Linked DNA regions of Mus musculus: region 1 is linked to region 2. Evidence: chromatin contacts called from public Micro-C data. All regions are on one chromosome and are shown on one strand. Each heading gives the region's core, a stretch centred on a gene start, on an enhancer-like site or on the middle of the called end of the contact. The rest is flanking DNA. Distances are from core to core; before and after follow the strand shown. Region 1 holds the start of Tm9sf2 (transmembrane 9 superfamily member 2). Region 2 holds the start of Farp1 (FERM, RhoGEF (Arhgef) and pleckstrin domain protein 1 (chondrocyte-derived)).

Region 1 (4,291 bases), core at 1,531-4,030, 1.1 Mb before region 2:
GCCTCTGTCTTTGAGTGTTGGGATTAAAGGTGTACCCAGACACCAAAGGCTTATACAACAATTTTAAGGAAACAAAATAGTGAAATCATCAGGCAATCCATACCAAGTTAATGTGGGATGAGGACTTCATAGCAGAAGCTATAAGACTATGCGGTGCTGCACACATTGCATTGAGCTACACCTGCTTCATTCTGCACTCAACCAGTAAAAGACAGTGTTTCTCCTAAGAAATCTGAAATACCTTTCAAGGGAAACACATAAGCAAACATAATTATTCCTGTGTTATAGAGGTGGGGAAAGAACCAGAAATCATATCAACAGCATCAAGGACCTCTCTGCTCACTCTTGTCCCCTCAGGAAATATGGAGTGGTATGTTTATGTTCTCCTGTCCCCAGTTCCTGTATTGAAAAAGTAGACCCTTAGGCAATGGTACTATGAAGGAAAGCCTTTTAGGGATGACCAAGTCCTGGGGACAGAGTTCTCATGAATGGTTTAGTGTTCTCAAAAAATAGGCTAAAGAAGCTCTTTCATCCCTCCCACCACATGAGGCATACATACACATGGACGAGGAAGAAAATGAATCCTCACCAGACCCTAAATCTGTGAGCACCTAAAACTTTGATTTCTCAGCCTCCCAAACTGTGAGGTAAATTTCTGTTTGGAAAAGAGGGAAGGGATGTTTGTAAAGTTACCATCTTGACCGCAGGAATAAAAATTTAAACTGTTTACTAAGCAGAATAGCTCCCTACTGAGAGAAAAGGGAAGATGTCTAAGTCTCCACGCCAGCTAGTTAGAGAAGAGCCTAGGGACATTTGCCCTCTTCCTACTGCTAACGGAGTAGCTGAGAACAAGGACAGCAAGCCAACATCCAGAATATGATCTGTCTTGCCTGTTTCATCCCCACACCTATCTAAGTCAAACCCTCAAAGGATCAGAAACTTCAAAAGGACACTTAAAGACCTTGTGAGACAACACAAATCACCCACAAATCCACTCACACTTCTCTCTAAAGTCCGTGTCCAGTGTCACATCTCTGCTGCTTCTCCAGAAGACTCTAATCCACAAACATTTCCTCATCTATGCTCTCTAGGTATGTGGACCATACCTTTCGTAACATCAGATTTTATTAATAAGCCTCTGTTCTCCAGTGGCTGATGGAGGAGCCAGGAATGTATTTCTCTAAGAAATTACGAATACAACACACATTCACTGTTCATTTACAGACCAAGTACTTGTTTATAAAGGTTGGCTTCTGAAATATTTAACAGAAAAATTCAGTGTGCCTGTAAGACTGGATCTCACTTTAGGTCAGAACTCTCTAGAAGGAGGCAGAAGTTCCTGCTTTTCCGGGTACCACAGTTAATGGACTGTGTGCCTGGGTGAATCTTACCGATTGGTAGGCATTATTGAACCCTCTACGACTTACGTGTCATAGATACACGTTTGTTTCTTTCTAAAACTGTAGTGACCATGTTAACGCCACACAGGATAGCCCACAAACCTAAAGAGAAGCTGCAAAATGCCATGAAAACTTTAATAGCCTCCCTAATACTCTAAAACAACCTCAAAATTCACAACTGTGGTATAGCTAAGAGTCATAAAATAAACACCAGCTTAAAATTTTAGTAAATAAAAAGTGTAAACGTTTTCTTAACCATTATTTGAAGTATTAAAATTAACGGTTTCTGAGAGGCCCTGGATCCTCCAAATGGTTAAGTTTTAGTAACTTTACGAAATAATGGTGTATTGTGATGCTCTACACCTGATACCTAAAAGCTGCTTTCAGCTGGTAAACTGAAAAACGTGTGGGCGGATGGCCTACGAAACCAACATTTTCAAGGCAGGTTCTTTCTCCCGCTCTCTGCTGCTTTTTAAGTGTTTAAAGCCATCGCGGAGAAACCCATTTGGGGGTCTCTTAAAAATTTTATAGCTTAAAAAAAAATTTAAAGGCCAGGGACTAAACTTAACTACAACTAGTCTTTATTAACGCGGTTTTCAAGGAGGGTTAGAATGCGTCACAATCCACAGGTTAAATGATCAACTAGTATTCTTGAAGTTCGGTATCAAAGTCCTAGAGAGAATAAGCCGTCATGACCAGGAGTTCTAGGAAAGTGCAATAAAACAGTGAGCTACGAAATTAAGTTACTGGAAGTTGTCGCTCGGCTGGGAGCGCCCCGTGTGGGCATCGGGTCACCGCGTACCTGCGTGCAGGCCAGTCCAAGGGCGCTCCGCAAGCCGCCGGGGTCCGGGCAAAGCGCCCCGAGCTGCAGCGACGAGCCCGCGGGGACCACCCGGGGTCCGCAGGCCCCCGTCCCGTCGCGGCTCGAAATGCGACCCCACCCACAGCTACGCCCCTTCCCGCTCCTTGACCCCGCTCCTAGACCCCGCTCCCACCGCGGCGCGCAGCCCGACAGGCCTCCCCCACCTTGCACTCGTTGCTCTTCTCTTCGGCGCAGAAGTTGACCGGCGCCAGGCCGGGCAGGTAGAAGGCGCTTCCCGGGCGCGGGCCTGGGACCGTCCCTAGCAGGAGCAGCGACAGCAGCAGCAACCTGGAGCCTTGCGCTGGCGGCGACGCTGGCGGCCTGGAGCTCATGCCGGCGGCTGTGAGAGGCGAGCGGCCGAGCCGAGGGGGACGGCGAGGAAGGAGGGGTCCGGGGCGCTCGGAGATCACCTCAAGGCCCGAGCGCAGAGAAGGCCGGCCCGCAACGGCTAGTTCCGGTTACGCTAGGAGACACCGCGGGCCCCGCGACAGAAACCGAAGCGGGCCTCCACGGAGCATGCGCGGGGCCGCACGCACATGCTCAGTGCCGGCGCCGCAAGCGCAGCGGGCTCTTTCCGGGCGGGGCGGCCAAGAGATCCGCGTTCCGGGATCTGGGTGACTTCCGCCTGCGCGCTTCCGGCACCCACAGTCGGGTTCCAGGTTCCACCGTGGCGCTCCAGAGCGCCGCGCTTCTCGGGCGCACCTCTTCTCTGCCCTCTGTCACCTCATACCCGTCAGTCCGCTCAGGACTGATGAACCAAGTACTTTCTGATGGAGACCGAGTTGGTCGATGAGGCAGAGCTCAGGGGTTACCTAGTTGGGGCCAGGGTAAGGGAACAAATGGAAAGAGCGGTTCGTAAATCTTTAAACAGCTCTTAGAGGTTATTTGCAAGAATAATTCCTAAGCATCGGAAATGCTGGGACATTCTTGTGTGGGAGAAGTGTGCACACAACAAACATATCTTTCAGAAAGTCGAAATGAGATAGATGAGAGAGGGTAGTAAATATAAAGTAGCAATGGCAGGTTGCAATGAAGATACCGGGGCTTAGTTAAGCAAAGCAGTCGTGTTAAGGAAGACTATTACGGCATTATTACTCTTCGACAAGGTGCATAGCTTTTCCCATTGATAATGGGAAATGGTTATGTCTCTGTGTTAGTGCGCAAGCATTATGCTCAAGGAGGAGAAAAGTTTAGCATAAAAAGCCCATGGAGTTTTAGACTTCAACCGAATTCTTCCCCAAGTGCATCATCTTAGAATATAAAACACAGTCCTGGATGACTGTAACCCCCAAATTCAAGAAAAGGCAAATTCAGAAAATAGGTAAATTCAAAAAAGTTTGTAGTCTCATGCTATTAAATTTTTTCTGTGTGCTCATATATTGCTCCCTTCCCCAAAGTTTACAACTAACCAGATTTTCAATGGCTCTAGCACCTACAGAAAGAACTACTGACATACCTAAAAAGAGCTTTAACATCAAAGGTAATTTGTACTGGCTGAGCGTCCTGGCTTTGGAACATTGTGATCTAGCGATGTGCCTCTGGGCATGGGTTCATCACTGGAGAAATGAAAGTTAGAAGAGAAGACAAGGGTGCTCACCCTCTCAAAGAGTGGTAAAGATTAAGTTAAAAAATACTATATCACAAAAAAATAGGTGATATAGTAGTTGTCCCAGGCGGTCCTGACCACTTTTATAACAAAAGGAGGCGTGTCCATCAGCGCACACCATCTCAAATACATGCACATACTGAACTTTGGGCTAAGTCAAGACAACGCCCTTTGTCGAAAAAGGAAGCAGCTGTCTCCAAATATAAAGAGGTAGGATTAACACCCCCCACACACCTTACCTATTTTTCTGATAATACCAAACTAGACCTTCACTGCCGTAGCTCCCGCTCCAACCTTGCCATTACTACTTTTTTCTACCTGTGACAATCTCACTGTCCATAGCTGGCATGCTGCTCGCTGTGCCACTGAGTTCTTTTGGTGGTCTCTAGGCTCCTACCTACCACGCTAGGCCACTCTGTAGGT
Region 2 (4,358 bases), core at 1,537-4,036:
TCTTCTTTTAGAGAGGAGTTCTCAAAAGTGCTAAACCACTGTCTGCAGCAAGCAAAGTCAGACAAAAAAGATTGGTTTAAGATGGCCAGTGCATCATGCCAGGGAAACACTAAGTCTACAGAGTCACAATCTTCTTGATCCTCTCCGAGTATTACCAGGCTAGTTCTCCAAAGTAAAACCAGCACGCAAAAATTCAGGTTTTCTTTTTCCTATCTAGAGTTCTCCAACATCCACTCATTTTCCCAAGTGAATTTAACGACTAGGCTTTCTTCCCCGCACCCCCTCCTTTCTGTTATTGAGATTGGAATTAAGGCTGGCCTTGAATTTATGAGCCCCCTCCTTCTGCCTCCAGGACACTAGGATTATGTGGCCCCATACCTCCTTGTCCTTTTCAATATTACTTTTAATATTGAAAAGCTTCATCTTTAAATATTGTCTCTTGGATAATGTGATGAAAAACAAGACAAAAAACTGTCCCAAAAGAATATCCTAGTATTGACACCCAATAAGAGAATATCAGTATAGAAAAGTACACTAAAAATAGACATGATATGCACACCTATCTATAATCCTGGCATTCGGGGTAACTGAGACAGGAAGATCTCCAGTGAGACCAATCAGGGATACACTCTAAGATCCTATCACAGAAGGAAGTGGGGTGCAGAGGGGGATGTTTACATCGTATATCTAACTTCAGAAGGATTCCAACTTACAGAACTCCTAAATCTTAACAGCATATCCCAAGTCAGAGGAGCACACTACAGTTCTGCACACACCCCCACCCCCACACACACCATGAGAAGGTAGTTACCTCATCGATGACCAAGTATTTCTAGCTTCCTGTGGGTTTGGCAGACATCTGCTCACTATCTACTCCACCGACTCCCCCAGTAGACCAGTCACTGCCCAATAATGCTTCTATTTATTTTACCCAGAAGCAGAGCTATTAGCCAGACATACTAAAAACACAAACGTTTCGTTGTGCTTGGAGAAGGTCCAATATTAGTGTCTTGCTGCAGACCGATGCTGCAGGAATATAAAGTGGGCTGTGTGGATGCCAGACCCACGGAAGACGTGCATTTTCAGAGACCCACCCACCTGAAAAGCTGAGGCTAAGATGCCAGCAAGAAATGTGGGGCTGAGGGGAAAGACGACAGGGATTTGAAAAGGGCCCCACCTTAGCTTTCAAAACACCAAACCAATTTTTAAAGGCAACTCCTCAACTAAAGCTTTCATAATCCAAAAGGCTTTCCCCCTCTTTCTCCATTCCTTGTTCAGATAGAAAAAGAGAAGTAAGACAACGCTAGGGGAATGTTCTGAAGTGGGCTTGGCCAAGTCCCCACGTGCAAAGCACATTAAACATGGCCCATCGTTGGGTCGAGGTTATGGTCAGAAAACGCTGCCTACTAAGGGAGGGATTGGAAGTCTGGAGGGTAAACCATGGGCAGGGGCCAGGTTTAAGGTTGTCAAACGCGGTAAACTAGCACGGAGGAAGGCTGAAACAAAAATAAATGAAACAGCCGGAGGCCACTGAACTCCGGAGCCGGAGCCGGGGAGGGGAGGAGAAGCTGAGCCTGGTAAACTGTTCCAGATGAGAGGCAGTTATTCGCTCCCACATCTTCACCAGCACGTCTCAAACCTCGTTCCTTTGTGAGCCCTACCTCCCTATTTTCTAGGGGGACTCTAGAAAATCCCTGCCAGCCGTGGTTTCCGGGTCCCAACAAGGAATCTGGTACTCCTCCACGACCCCTAGGTCTAAGACTCACCGGGGTCCGGATGGATCACAAGGCTAAAGTTTTCCGAACTTAAATCGTAAAAAATCACAATCAGAAGTTCTGAACTCCCCGTCCCCCCACACAAAAATAATAATATATATCCTGTGCTTTAAAAAGGGAGGGGGAAACTTCCCCCTCCATAAGGCAGAGAGTAAAGAGAAACAAGATCTAACTTAAGAGGGCGTGTTCCTCTTTGTCACCCACCGGGAGGTTCTCGCCGCCCGTGGGCGAGATGCAGTGACCCGGCGGCACGGCGGCACCCGTGCTGCCGGGAGACGGACCTCCAGAGCCGAGATTGCAGCCTGAGGTCCGGAAGAGGCGTCGGGGGCGCTGTCACCCGGCAGGGTGGGATGGGAGGAAGCGGGGGAGGGGCGCCCAAGGAGAGGAAGCCAAGCTGGGGAGAACCCACGAGCTCAGAGCCCCGCAGCCCAGGTCCGCGGAGGTGAGCTCCACCGGTGCCCGAGGAACCGTGGCTTCTGCTATTGTTGCGGGGCCTGCGGCCGCCGGCTACAAAAAGGACCGTTCCCGTGGACTCCGCAGCCAGCTCGGCCGGCGCCCAGGGCCGCGAGCGCGGGGACTCGCACAAGTTGCCGCCGCGGCCCGGTCCACCCAGGCGGCCGCCCTCCCGCCGCGGTCATTGTTCGCCGCACGCCTCCTACCTCGGTGGCTCCGGGTCCGGGCTGCGGGCTGCGGGCTGCAAGGCTGGCGAGGGCGCGGCGGCGGCGAGCGAGGGGTCCCCGCGGGCGGCGGGCGCGCGAGCTAGGCAGGCGGCGGCCGGCCGAGGTCCGAGCCATCAAAGGTGGCGCGGGGCGGAGGGGAGGGCGGAGCAGGCGGGGTGGGTGGGGAGCGAGCTCCGGGTCGCCGCGGCCGCCTCGACGCCCGGCCCGAGCGCCACTCGCGTGGGGAGGAGCGGCGCAGAGCGGGCGGTGGCCGCGTCCCCGCCCCGCACCTTCTCCGGGCTCCCCGCTCCCCGCAGCCGCTGCGCCCGCGCCGGGACCAGCCGCCTCCGAGGCTGTTGAGCGGGAAATGAGGGCCACCACTGCCCCTCCCAGGGCCTGGGCCGAGCCCTCGGCAGGGGGAGCCTGGGCACAGCCTGGGGACGGCGGAGAGCCACAGCCCCCTCCAGCGTCCGAGCCGTGACCTGCGCCCGCACAGCGGCCCCGCCCCGCTCCGCCCCGCCCCGGAGGCAGGTGCGCAGAAAGGTGGACCGTGGGCAGGGCCACGCCACCCTGGAGCTGTGCCTTACTTGGGCGTGTGGCAAGAGCTGGTGTCTGAGCTGCACCACCAAGCCAAGAGCGGGAAGAAGCGCCACCGCGGAGACGCGAGCGCTAGTCGCTGGTGTCCAGCGGGATGCGGAGGCCCGGAGGGAGATTCGTGGCACTGACTCCGCAGGTCGCCTTTGGAAGCCTGACAGAGAACTACGACATCACGTGGAAAGCGTTTTACAAAGACCCACGAATTCCGCCCCCCACCCCTTCCAGGCCACTAGCGCAGGCTTCCGGCACCACCCTAAGCGGCGCGGTATTCAATGCCAGAGACACAGGTGCCACCTCTGATGCTGCTCGGGCTCAGTGCCCACCACCTGAGCGAATCCCAGGACAGTGCCCAACCCCACCTCTCTCCGACCAGGGACAGCAGAATGCCCTGCTTAGTGTGGCGAGATTTAGAATGACTTGCAGTTATTTGATTCCGTTTTTTTTTCCCCCAGAACTTGGTGATATAGTCGGAAGATTCATGATCAGAAGGCCCACGATACTAGGTGACTTTCAATCACTATCCCCACCCACTAGGTGCCATTTTTCCTTCGTCCTTCTTCCCTGTCTCTGTCTGGGAAAGATCTTGGGCCACTGACCGTATGGAACACAGGAAAGCCTTGTTCTGCCGGATCCAGAGGCTAGTGTGGACCCGCCCCTAGAGCCAATTTGGCTCAGATTCCGGTCATTTTCCACCCTGGAGGAGTTCACTGACCTCAGTCGCAACTACAACGGAGCTACAACTGAACTTAACCAAGTGAAATTGTCTCTGTGGCTAGGGAGGGAGGCTGAAGACATGAAAGCTTGATTATCAGAGAGGGGCACCTGTAAGTCATGGGAGTCAAAAGCAGTCTGCGGAGGGTTGGGGCTGTTTCTTGCATGCTGCAAAATCCCTCTGGCCTCTGGGGAACCAGACAGGCCTTGGGCGATTTGCTAGAGAGAATCATGGGTGGGTTGGAAGCTAGCTCTGTGGCCAAACTGTGTGTGGCTTTACAAGTATGGGTGAGCTATTTTCAGCCAGTAATTTTCTTAAGTGTAGTGGTCAAACTGCCACCAAGAGCAGCAGCACTCGATTTTAAATTCCTCTCCCACTCCTCCCCAGAAAGTCTCCTCATGTAGCCCAGACTGGTCCTCGTGCCTCTACCTCTTAAGCATTAGGATTTCGGTCTGAACCACCAGGCCCAGTAAAGGAAAGCAAATTCAAGCAATTATCACACCTTAAGAACCGCTATAATGGGGAACCGACCACAGGTTCAGAGTCTCTTCACAGGATAAGAAGACAGTGGCCAGACTGATTTCTGAGGTTGGGACATGACATGGATGGGTTTAA

What was found. A called contact is a pair of places that touch in the nucleus more often than the background predicts.
Region 1: a Micro-C map of embryonic stem cells shows a contact between it and region 2, with 8 times the contacts expected there. The contact joins the promoter of Tm9sf2 here to the promoter of Farp1 in region 2. A contact is called at or near these places in 1 of 39 promoter capture datasets (liver) and 1 of 484 Hi-C or Micro-C datasets (embryonic stem cells).

The regions. Positions count from the first base shown.
Region 1 is chr14:122,105,571-122,109,861 of GRCm38.p6, reverse strand. It overlaps Tm9sf2 (transmembrane 9 superfamily member 2), which reads right to left and starts at 2,780. Exons shown (of 17, transcript NM_080556.3): 1 at 2,427-2,780. The coding sequence starts at 2,594. It overlaps A330035P11Rik (RIKEN cDNA A330035P11 gene), which reads left to right and starts at 2,888. Exons shown (of 4, transcript NR_015586.3): 1 at 2,888-4,078.
Region 2 is chr14:121,034,002-121,038,359 of GRCm38.p6, reverse strand. It overlaps Farp1 (FERM, RhoGEF (Arhgef) and pleckstrin domain protein 1 (chondrocyte-derived)), which reads right to left and starts at 2,786. Exons shown (of 27, transcript NM_134082.3): 1 at 2,435-2,786.